Regions from separate parts of the Zea mays genome. Here region 1 is linked to region 2. Evidence: chromatin contacts called from public Hi-C data. All regions are on one chromosome and are shown on one strand. Each heading gives the region's core, a stretch centred on a gene start, on an enhancer-like site or on the middle of the called end of the contact. The rest is flanking DNA. Distances are from core to core; before and after follow the strand shown.

Region 1 (6,036 bases), core at 3,341-5,840, 190 kb after region 2:
TGTAGCCATGGCTGCACACCGCCACTGCACGAGAAGGGGAGAAAGCGGGCTGCTGCAGGGACTACACGTGTGCGAGGACATTGGAGCGACAGCGGTTGGATAGGAGCACATAGGGACAGGCCACGGGGCTTACCCGCTCGACGACGGTGGCTGGAGGCGCTCGGCACGGACGACGGCGGTGCTCCGGGCGGCTCCTAGCGAGGCGAGGTCGAGCATGAGGCGAGGGAGAGCAAAATTGCGCAGGGAGAGAGAGGCGGAGGCGGTTCCAAGCCTTTAGGCGTTTGGTGCGTGTGTCGTGGGTGCCGAAGGGGGTGAATGGGTAGTTGCATTGTGGAAGATCTACAGTGGGGAAGGGCGCTGACGTGTGGGCCCGAAATAGTGGTTGGCGGCACGGCCGCGGGGCGGGGGCAGCAGCAGGTTGGGCCACACGGACGGCCTAGGTCGGCGAGCGGTGGGCTAGGGCGCACGGTGGGCCGAGGGAGCTAGGCTACGCGCGGGGCTGCAGGCCTGGGCCGAGATGGAGAGCAGGTCGGGCGGGAGCGCGCCATGGCGTGGGCCGCACGGGGGAGAAAAGGCCGGAGCGCCGATGGGCCACGGGGCGCACGCGGGGTGGGCCACGGGAAGGGGAAGGACGGACCGGCTGGGGGAGCTGAGCCCCTTTTCCCTTTTTTTATTTTCTTTCATCTTTCCTTTTTCATTTGCATATATTCCTACTATGTAAGCTCAAATTCAGGCACAAACTATCGATTAAATGAATGCTCAACTAAGTCACTCATCAAACAAAAATACACATGTGCTCCAGCATGATGCAACAACCATTATTCCCTTGGGATTTTATTTTATTACACTTAACACTTACAATATAAAGCAAAATACTTCTCCATTATTTAGAAGAAAGATAGGAAAGGAAAAGGAAGGAGAGGGTAACTCCTGAATTTGGTAGATATCAGAAAAGAAATTTTATACCCCAAATTCAGGGTGTTACAAACCTATCCCCCTTAAAAGAATCTTGCCCCGAGATTCAAGGTTGGCCAGCAAAGAGCTCAGGGTACTTGGATTTTAGTTCATCTTCTCGCTCCCAGGTTGCTTCTTCCTCAGAGTGTGACCTCATCTGACTTTACACATTCTGAAGGTATTCCTCCGAGTGACTCTGTCTGCAGTCTCTAGAATCTGTGTTGGCTTCTCTATGTATGTCAGATCCTCTTAGACTTCTAGATCCTCCACCGGCAACTGCTCCTCTAGCACTCTCAGACACTTCTTCAACTGAGACACGTGGAACATCGTGCACTGCTGACAGACTTTCTGGAAAGCTAAGCTGGTAGGCCACTTCTCCATGCTTTGCCTGAATCTGATATGGTTCGACATATCGGGGTGCTAGTTTGCTCTTGACTCTGAACATTCTGACTCCTCTGATGGGTGACACCTTTAAGTACACATAATCTCCCACTTCAAAACTCAACTCTCTTCTTCTGGTGTTGGCATAGCTTCGTTGCCTTGACTGCGCTATTTTTAGATTCTCACAAACCATTTTGATGTTCTCTTTTGCCTCGAACAAAATGTCTAGCCCAAACACTTGTATCTCTCTAGGTTGATCCCAATGCAATGGAGTTCTGCAACTCCTTCCATAAAGTGCCTGAAATGGTGACATCTTCAAGTTGGCCTAATAATTGTTGTTGTAGGAGAATTGTGCATAAGGTAGCCTCTTATCCTATCCGGATTTGTCTTGTAGTGCACATGCCCTCAACATATCTTCTAGAATCTGATTAGTTCTTTCAGTCTAACCGTTTGTCTGCGGGTGATAAGCGGAACTGAAATTCAAATGTGTTCCCAAAGCTTCATGCAACTGCAGCCCTCAACAAATATCAAGCACAAGTCCAAGACACAAGACCAAAAAAGCCCAAGAATAGAAGCCTAAAGAATACAAAGGTTGGGCTGTCAGCCGGATCACCGGAACGAGTCTGTAGAGAGCACAGAAAAGCCAGCTCTCGGCCAGCTGAAGCACCGGACTGGTCCGATGTGCAATGGACCGAGTTCAATGGTCGACAATGGCTACTTCCAACGGCTCTCTAGCACCGGACCGGGTGAGTGCGCCAACGGACCGTCTATAGTGCCAGGCGGGTCCAATGGCTAGATGACGTGGAGGCTCAGACCGGACGGTCCGGTGCGCTCACAGACAGAAGCCTACAGCTTTACACCAACAACTAGTTTTGAGTGGGAGCTCTATATAAATCCTCTAGCCGGCCATATGGAGTTGTGGGAGCCCAAGCAACATATCAAGGAAGTCCATACACATTTCCAAGTGCTCCAACACCCAAGTTCTCAATAGAATCACTCGGTCATTAGCGTAGGTACTTTGCAAAGTGCTTAGGTTAGTTAAACCGCATTAGCGCTTGCTCTAGGTTTGTTCCTAGTTGTGTGAGTGAGGTTAGACAACCCACAAACCCCTCGGCTCTTGCGCAAGCCGTTGTAATATTGTACCGAGTGGGGCAAAAGTCTTGCGAGACCGTATTAACCGCGTTTGTGATGCGGCTGCCACCGTGTACCGGAGGAAACGAGGCTCGCGGCATTTCGGCTGGAAGCTTGATAGTGAAGACAGCGGGGAGCGTCCGAGAGGAGCCGGAAGCGGAGCACCACTTGCATATGGAGAAGGCTCGCGGCTCTCTATGGAGTTACTCGTCCATGGTTCTTGGCCCTCGCGTGGGCTACCCTTTGCGTAGGGGCACCAACGAGGATTAGTCGGGACCTTGCGTGGTTCCGGATACCTCGATAAAAATTCGGCGGCGTCCACAGGAGTTTGCATCTCTACCTTTGCTCTTTAGATTTCCCATTTACATTCAAATATTTAAGTTCCATTCTCTCTGTTCCTAGTTTAGATTTGTTAGGATTGGAACTTAGGTTGCAAAACTCCTTTTACGGTAGAGATAGCAACACTTAGACAAAACCTAGTTTGCACATTCTAGTTATGTTATTTGCATACGTTTTGCTCTATGGTTTAATTTGTGGCCTAGATTAGAGAAAGTTTTTAGAAGTCCTAATTCACCCCCCCCCCCTCTCTTAGACGTCTCGATTCCTTTCACTTGTGCCTTTCGTCGCAGCGTCTCTTCCTTCTTTCGCCTTACGTATTCCTCGAAGCGCTGTTGATCCTCAGCCGACAGACTCTCAAGAGTCGGCTTCATGATGTTGCTGAGAGAAACGTCGGTGTGATCCTTTGAACCGACCATATGTGGCCGATCTTCGATAGGACACACCAAACTGTCCCCAGCGGAGTCGCAGAAAAGTGTGTTGGCCCCTATTTAGGGTCAAACACTAGGGGTTGTACCGCCTAGCGGTGCTCTCTGCGGCAGTGCGGACGGTCCATAGCTAGGGTCGGACGGTCCGCGACCTTGCGGCAGGAGCGGGTCTTCTCTCCACACAGCTGGGCGGACCGCGCTCTGGGGCCGGACAGTCCACGTGTACGCAGAGGGTGTGTAGAACCCTAGATCTCACATCCCAGGAGGGAACCCGTCGGGGAGAAGAGTTCTAGGGGGTGCTTCGGAATCGGCAGGCCACCTAGGGCATCCCTAGACGACGTAGAGTCGAAGAGGGACGAAGATTTGAGGTTGGGGGAAAGCTAAGCTAGGTCTAAATTACTGCTACTCCTAGGGCAAGAAAGTAAAGGAAATAAAATAAAGATTGATTGGTTCGATTGTTGATGTGCGTAATCGGTTGTACCCCTTCATATATACAGGGGAGGTCTGGACCCATTCCTAGACGTCCCTCAATAGAATCTGCATCATTGGATGGATAAGTACGCATAGAAAGAGGGGTTATCTCGCCTGATCTAATTTTATCACGGACCGTCCGGGCTCACCCGCGGATCGTCCGCGACGCGGACCATCCGGCCTCTCCAGGTGCACAAATGGTGCTCAATAGGTCTCAAAAGAAATTTTTACTCCAACATTTAGGCCTTAAATAATGTTATTTAGGAAATAAATCATATTATTAGGAACTAAATGGTTGGAGATTAAGAGGAAACGAGGATAGAGCTCTAGTATATGGTGTACTGTATTTAGGATCTGAGAGGCCGGACCCTATAATCGTTTGATAAAATTTTATAAAATAGAGCCGCTGTTGGAAGAGTGTTTAATGGTTATGAGCCCTATATTTAAATAGGGCCACATTTAGAGCCTCTCTTGGAGATGCTCTAATTAGCCCAAGGGTTAACTAAAGTTAGGCCGTTTATTAGTTGTCCTGTTTGGATGTAAATAGATTAAACTTTAGTGGCTAAAGTTTGGTCATTTGTATTCAAACACGTCCTTAGCTAGGTCTTTTATATAAAATGTAGTTTGAATTTGGAGAGTGGGATGGGGGTGTAGGATAGCTATTCTATAGTACTTAGCCTAACAGATTAGGAGAGAAATAATAATAGTATGCTAATTCAGTTACAATGCACGCCCAGACAACTTTTGTCTCTCGATCGATGATAAGATCATCTAGCCCCCACGTACTCCAAGCGCATTGAGCCATAACTATTTCGTTCATCCTCAGACCTCAGTGTGGACGTCCATAAGCTACATCATCCGCAGTGTGGTCCGCCTTCGAACTCTAGGTTCGTTTTGTTCCAAGGTTGTCGTCTGCTCATCGCGGGTGCTTCATGGTGCGCGAAATGGCCTGCGCACTTCTGTTCCTTCCTAAGAACCTTCGTATTTGCTATGTACCCTGGTGTTTTTGGACTATCTGAAACTCCCCTCTTCATAGCCCTTGGCTACAATGACCTATGATGTTGCACCCAATGATACAACGATCGGCACGCGCGCACGCATTTCTCAACAGCTAGGAATACTTATAGCAACATGACATTAGTGGGCAAACCAGGCAACCATTTGATAACATAAACCCAGGAAACATACAGAACTAGCACTTATTGCAACACGGTCTTTAACTACGACAGAACAACCAAGCACTGCATGTCATAAGGTAAAATGGTACTTTAGTGTTACAAGTAGCACATAACTTGACACAACAGACAGCTGCTCAAAAGAAACCAGAGATCCTTTTAGTTACAGCAGCTCATAACTTGCACCTTGTAGCTTCATAAATTTGACCGTTGCTGCAGATAAATTATCATGAACGTGTCCGACACAAAGCCAATGATGACGAGAGAAACAACAGTGTCAAACGAGGCGCACTTATGACAATGAAATGAGAATTACAATGAATGGTCACAAGTTTGTATGGCCGTATGGGTTGGAGAGGCAAGGTTGGATGGGATAGGGCCATCCATGGATTTAGGATAGAATCATAGAATGATGCTCCTACATGTATTAGCTCATTAGGTTGGACGGATTGCATGAGCCAAATTCTTGTTTGGTTGGTTGCAAGTTTTCAAATGGGATGATCCAGCAGATTTTTGTTTGGTTGGTTGTATGTGGATAGATAAGCAGGGTATGATAATCTTCAAATTGGTGTGTTCAAGTTTTGACACATCCAAGGCATGATGGGAAACACAATCAATAGTTGCTAAACTTGAATAATGTAGCTCATCATCATGAATTGGATTCCTGCTGAGAAAATTACATTACTAACAAATAATTAGAGGTCAAAATTTCACACTGCCGACCACAAGCTGCACATACACATGAACATTTTACTCAACTTACTACCATTGACTAAAAGCAAGACAAGCCACAGCATTGCATTAACCTTTCCGGACAAATAACTACCACCAACCAAAATTTCCAATAACAAACACCACAAACAATAAGCACTCTTGCATCTAGAAACAAGCACAACAACTACCTGCCAAATTCAAAATCGAACTAAATTGGCAGCTACAGCCTACAGGTACAACTGCAGAACCAATTCCTAGGGCCTCCAGGAATTGCATGAGCAGTACGAATTGAGGGAGAACACAGGGGCAGCAGCAATCAGCCAAGCACTAGCACCAGGATCCCTGTGCGGACAAATCAGTGAAAAGGCACTAGAACTAGTAAACGCCAGTGGAGCAGCAGCACAACAACGGAGCACAAAGCACCAGCGTCTGGACAGAGGGCCTGC
Region 2 (5,687 bases), core at 860-3,359:
AGGTGGTGAAACGAGATAACTTGAAGCCAAGAAGGATAGCATGACAAGATATCTAAAATCAAAACGACCATTATGATTTAAGCAACAAAAGTTTGTAGTACACACAGATATGCTGCTCTAAAAATACTAAGAAAGTCTGGTGGAGGTCCATTATTTCGTACCCATCAGCTCGGCCACACTGTCCAGGGCGGGAAGAAATGCATGCCAGCAACCGTCCACTGCCAAATTGCTCCTCAATGTGTGGGTCAAGGGTACGTCCCTCCTTGCGCTTCTCAAGCTTCCTCGTGACATGGTTGCTCTTTTTCGTTTCCTCAGCTGCTGCCTCAACCTCTTGTCCCTGGATGGATATTATATCAAACAATAAATGAATCACCAGAGGAAACATATGAGCTACTAGAGTAAAGAAAATGAAAAGTAATGAACTATTGACATCTGCTTTCTGGAAATACTTCAAGTAAACAAAATATATTGATAAAAATTATCAACTTCTACATTTTTCCATATAGAAATCTAAAATAGGCTAGTGCAGAAACAAGCTATTCACGTGGTTAAAAAGAAGAGTTATCTAACGAGCTTATATTTGTCAGCTACAAAAAATGATGTATGAACTACGAAGCCAATACCTTACTAAAACATTCAGTGGTAAATAGTGAGAAGCTGTGTTCCAAGAAAGAATACCTCAGCATTATCCTTCTTTGCAGCAGGGGTTTTCTTCTTCCTACCAATGTCAACTCCATAGTGAGTGAGGTACCACTGCTTGAATGGGGCAGCATCAACTTGCACAATGGCACTCTTCACAAGGGTTTGTGTCCTCACAAGCTCATTGTTTGATGCATTGTAGACCACGTCGAGGATACGGGTCTTGCGGGTAACAGCTTCACTTCCCCATGAGTAGTTACCAGTATCAAGGCGAAGAGCCCTCCATTTCACATTACCTCCACGAACACGGACCCTCCTCACTGTCTTATTGCTTGACAACTTGGTGTTGGCTGGCTGGCGACCAAGCTCATACCTTCAAGAGAAATGACAAGCAGAATAAACCTCTGAACGTAAGTCCTAGCATAGTACTGCGACACAACAAAGCCACATCGATAAACAACTCTTTTAAGCAAGCTGATGACACCAATTCAGTTTGATGAAACTTGCACACAAATGATCTACAATTTTAGTGCTGCCTCAAACACGTAGAATGGACTAGTTGTGATAAAAAAAAAGACTATTCTGAGAAACACCAACTTCACCAAGTGAAATTGGCTAATTGCCTTCAAGAAAATTGAAAAATACATAGAATTAACAGATACAATTACTTATGAACTGTCAAGGCTCAGGCATTTCATTGGAAGCGTCATGGTAAACAATTTTAACAGACACAAATAATTTTTTATTAGGCAATACTCAGTAACCTCACAATTAAGGGCGATAAGCATAAATCACTGGATTCAACTAATGATGTCAAGAGAGAAAAAAACATTATTTGAATCCTTGATACAACTCAGACCAATTAATACCGCATTACCGCTGCAGCCACTACAAGATCCACAGGGAATCGACATGCAAAGTTGACAAGTTAGGACCGGTGATCTAATCAAGCAGCAGCATATTACAGAACAAAAGCAGAGCTAAGTGAATCCAGCCGTCAATAACATAGGGAAGAGAAACGGTCATTACTTTCGCTTCTTCCTCCAGGCCTTCTGCTTTCCACCGGTGGCCCGGCGCTTGTGCATCGAGTCACGCGAGATACCTGCACGAACACATCCAAACCATCCGCAGAGGCACCCATTAGCATCTCATCAGCCAAACCGAAGAACCATCGCGGCAGCGTCGATCAAACCGGAAACGACTGCGGCAGCGTTGATCAAATCGGAGAACCACCGCGGCAGCTATGTCAGTACAGGCAAAACGAGAAGCAGGTGGATGGAATCTTACCCATTGTGGCTTGGCACAGCTCCTCCTCCGCCTGCTCCTTGTCCGCCCGCGCCGCCGCTCTTCTCGTTGGGGTACACAAGTGAGACCCTATATATCGGGTTTATATATATGGGCTGACCTAGGGTTGGGGATAGGCGCCGGTGGGCTGAGTGAGGCCTAGTGCCCACCAAATAAATACCCATGGCAAATTGAATCGAGCAAACTGGGCCTGGGCGCACACTATCGACTCCATATCACGAAACCATATCACGAAACGACTAGCTAGTCCCTGCCGTAGGTCCAGCCCAATTCAAAATAGCGAAAAGGTCTAAACACGTTGAACCGATCGACCATGCCACTTACCAATCTGTTTGTTTTAGGGGATGTTTGGGACTACTTCACTTCATAAAATCTAGCTTAGCTCTATAAGGTCTTGTTTGGAAGGGCTCTATTTCAAAAATTATAGTTTTGGTTTTTCAGTTTCATCACGAAACAACTTCAACAGATTGGTAAGCCGGTGTTCAAGAATGTTTGGATTGTATATAGACTTCAGCTTCTGTAATACAGTTAATTTATGTGAGTTTCTTTAATAAACCTTGATGATTAACGGGTGGAGAAAAAGACATGAATCGGTAGGTCATTTAACCAGTGGCATGGTGGGTGATTTTGGTACAACTTCATGAGGAGGTATAAAAATAGTGTTTTTGAAGCACCCTTTAAGGAGTTTGAAAATTTTCATAAAACTGCCCTCTAGTTTCAATTTTTAAGCTATAGCTCGTGGAGCTAGACGTGTTTGGATAGAAGCTGAAATAGACTTAAAATTCTTAAAGTAAAGCTCTCCCAAACAGGGCCGAAAACTCTAGTCAAACACTCTTAGCTTCACCAACTCAGTTTCACCAAAAAAAGGTGAAATGGACCCTAAGTTCACCAAGGGTCTGTTTGGAAGAGCTTCATTTCAAAAATTTCAGGTCTATTTCAGCTTGTTCTATCCAAACGGGTCCAGCTCCACGAGCTCTAGTTCCAAAAAAACTGAAACTAGAGACCAGTTTCATGAAATTTTTGAAGCTCCTCGAAGGGTGCTTCAAAAACATTGTTTTCATACCTCCTCATGAAGTTGCACAAAAATTACCCACCATACATTCATTTGTTACATGACCTATCAATTCATGTCTCTTTCTCCATCCATTAATCATCAAAGGTAATTAAGGAAACTCGCACAAATTAACTATATTACAGAAGCTGGAGTCTATGTGCAAACCAAACACTCTTGAATCCTGTCTTACTAATCTGTTGAAACCGTTTCATGGCGAAGCTAGAAAACCGAATCTGCAATTCTTGAAATGACCCTCCCAAACAGGGCCTAAATCTATGAAGCAGCCAAAAGGGTGCTTCATGAATCGATATTTTAAATTCACTCATGAAGTTAGGATGAAATTACTCACTTTTTCCATTGGTTACATGCCAAACGAATCGTTTTTCCTATTTCTGTCACTGATCGATGGTCGCGCCAGCCGCATGCGCCTCACACCAAGACCAGCCATTTGCAATAAACCTTTCCTCTTCTCCATGGATCCGCTACAGCCGTCGCCGACATGCATAGATTGACGTCGGAGCTCGCCGGGGACATGTGATGTGCGCCGACAAACCTCAGCACAGAGCTACTTGAGCTCGCCACCATCGTTGCGGTGGCCACAGGGGCCTGTGCGTGCGGTCCAGTGTTCACTTTCTCAAATCGAAATCAACATGTTTCGATGAATTATTCCGTTTTTGTTAATCACCGAAAATCGAATTTCGTTCCAAATTTTAGTAGATTTCGATTTAAAATATAAAAATACGAAATTCAATTTCGTATCTATGCAAACAAAATTGTGAACCCTGGTGCGGGCAGCCGGAGCTTAGGCATGCCATCTAGCTGCCTCGACACAACCAGGCGTGGGGAACCCGGTAGATGTCAGCATGAGGGCGTCGACCTCCACGCCCGCACGTCCAATGGTCTGCAAGTCGCGACAGTTATTCAGCTTTTCTTGCATGCCATATGAACTGGTCAATTGTTTAGTGAACTTTTTCCAACTTGGTCATTATGGTTACTATACATTGAGTAGACGGACGATAATCATTTTCATGCTTGGTGTATTTGATTGGCCAGGCGGTGACAAGACCTCTAATACTACCTCTGTTTTTTTAATATTTATCGTATGTTAGTTCATTTTTAAACTAATGACAACTAACAAAGAACGGAGGTAGTATTAATTGATTACAACAACAAAAACAATCCCATACATATTCAAGGGTACAAGAGACTTTTCTAAACAAAATCTCATTTTATTGAAGCTAAAGTTGATCTCCATGCCAAACATATTTAGAAACTCCGTTAATTTGAAACAGGGATGCTCAATTGTGAAGTTTATTATGAAGATGAGCTGGTTTATGTGAAGTTGAGCTGTGCCAAACACACCCTTAGCTTACGGAGAGCTTCTGGCTACCAGAAGCTGCTTTTGCTCCCTAGATGCATTAGAGTTGTACATTTGGGTCGGGTCTTGCGGGTTGACACAAGACAGAAAAAAGCATGACACGCACTACACAAAATTATTTCGGGCTAGCCAGGCCCAGCCCAATGCATCGGACCATGCTTGGGTCGAGGCCATGACCCATGGGCGAGCATGAGCCCGAACCATTTATGCAAACATGAAAAAACCCACTGTTGGGGACTTGTTCTCAAATGCTATGATTTAAGAACAAGGCAACACAGAAAGAAGTTAATGGTTAATGCACTTCGTCCTTCGAAGCATTATTCCCTCAGGATATAACGATCTTTGGACGAAGGTCATGAAGGACATACCTTCATCATCGCAATTTACATTGATGAAAGAAGAAGCATGCAAAATATGAGAAATAACATGAATAATCACATAACATCATTTATATGACCTTATTATATAATCATGAATGAATAAAAATAATACTGAATTACATTTATACCTTGGGCTTGACAGAAGACAAAAGTACAAGTGTGACGCACGAGCGAATACAAGTCAGCGTGAACAGTACGGGGGTATTGTTCATCTATTTATAGGCACAGGGCGCAGCCTGTGTAAAATTACATTCATGCCCTTCATATTCACTATTGACTTAAGAACAATCTGTCGAGGACTAGATAGCATTTTCCTCCTTAAGTCGGTTCTTTTTTCTGCTACTGAGCCGAAGCTTCCTTGCGCGCAGCTTCGGCGCTGGTTCAACCTTCATTACAACCCTGCTTTTTCGTATTGTGTACAGCTTCATCCCGAGTTCGAAGGTTCCTGTACATATATTATGCTTGGGAAACGTTGTTAATCATGATTATGAGGACCTTCAGAAGATGAAGGCCCCCAACAGTAGCCCCTCGCAGTATTAATTTGTTATAACAACGAATTCAGACTGCGACGTGAACGAAGGCCTTAAGCCGAAGGTCCGAAAAAACACCTTCCCTTTGCTAGAATAGCAACAATCAATGACAGACAGGGCCCTCCAAGTTGCAGCGTACTAGGCGTATAAATATGAACTCACACCGACTGCATTTGATACGCTGTTTCTGCCATTTGCATTATTTTCTCAAACTTTTAGCTCTTGCTCACTAGCGCTCGTTAAATTTTCAAGCTTTTTGAGCTTCGGTTAAAAGACGCGTTTTTACCATGTCTGGGGAAAAATGATTGAGAAGGAGAAGCTGACTGAGGAGATGAAGCTGTTTGAGGAGAAGAAGGTTGCAGATCCTTATATTGCTGGATTTATTGAGTCGATGGCAAAGA

The links. A called contact is a pair of places that touch in the nucleus more often than the background predicts.
Region 1: a contact with region 2 is called in a Hi-C map of tassel, with 4 times the contacts expected there. The contact joins the enhancer-like site here to the promoter of LOC103654826 in region 2. A contact is called at or near these places in 2 of 25 Hi-C or Micro-C datasets (ear and tassel).

Annotation. Positions count from the first base shown.
Region 1 is chr4:241,078,676-241,084,711 of Zm-B73-REFERENCE-NAM-5.0, forward strand. It overlaps a transcript of LOC100272605 not described here. Among protein-coding and RNA genes, the nearest start is that of LOC100272605, 7.0 kb to the right of the region's middle. Within about 2 kb of position 4,591, at least 14 of the 20 cell types and tissues checked have an H3K27ac peak or open chromatin away from gene starts, as enhancers often do. A contact at or near this core is called in ear and tassel, where this site is marked.
Region 2 is chr4:240,888,016-240,893,702 of Zm-B73-REFERENCE-NAM-5.0, forward strand. It overlaps LOC103654826 (40S ribosomal protein S8-like), which reads right to left and starts at 2,110. Exons shown (of 5, transcript XM_008681651.2): 1 at 1,927-2,110; 2 at 1,669-1,741; 3 at 679-1,012; 4 at 162-337. The coding sequence starts at 1,930.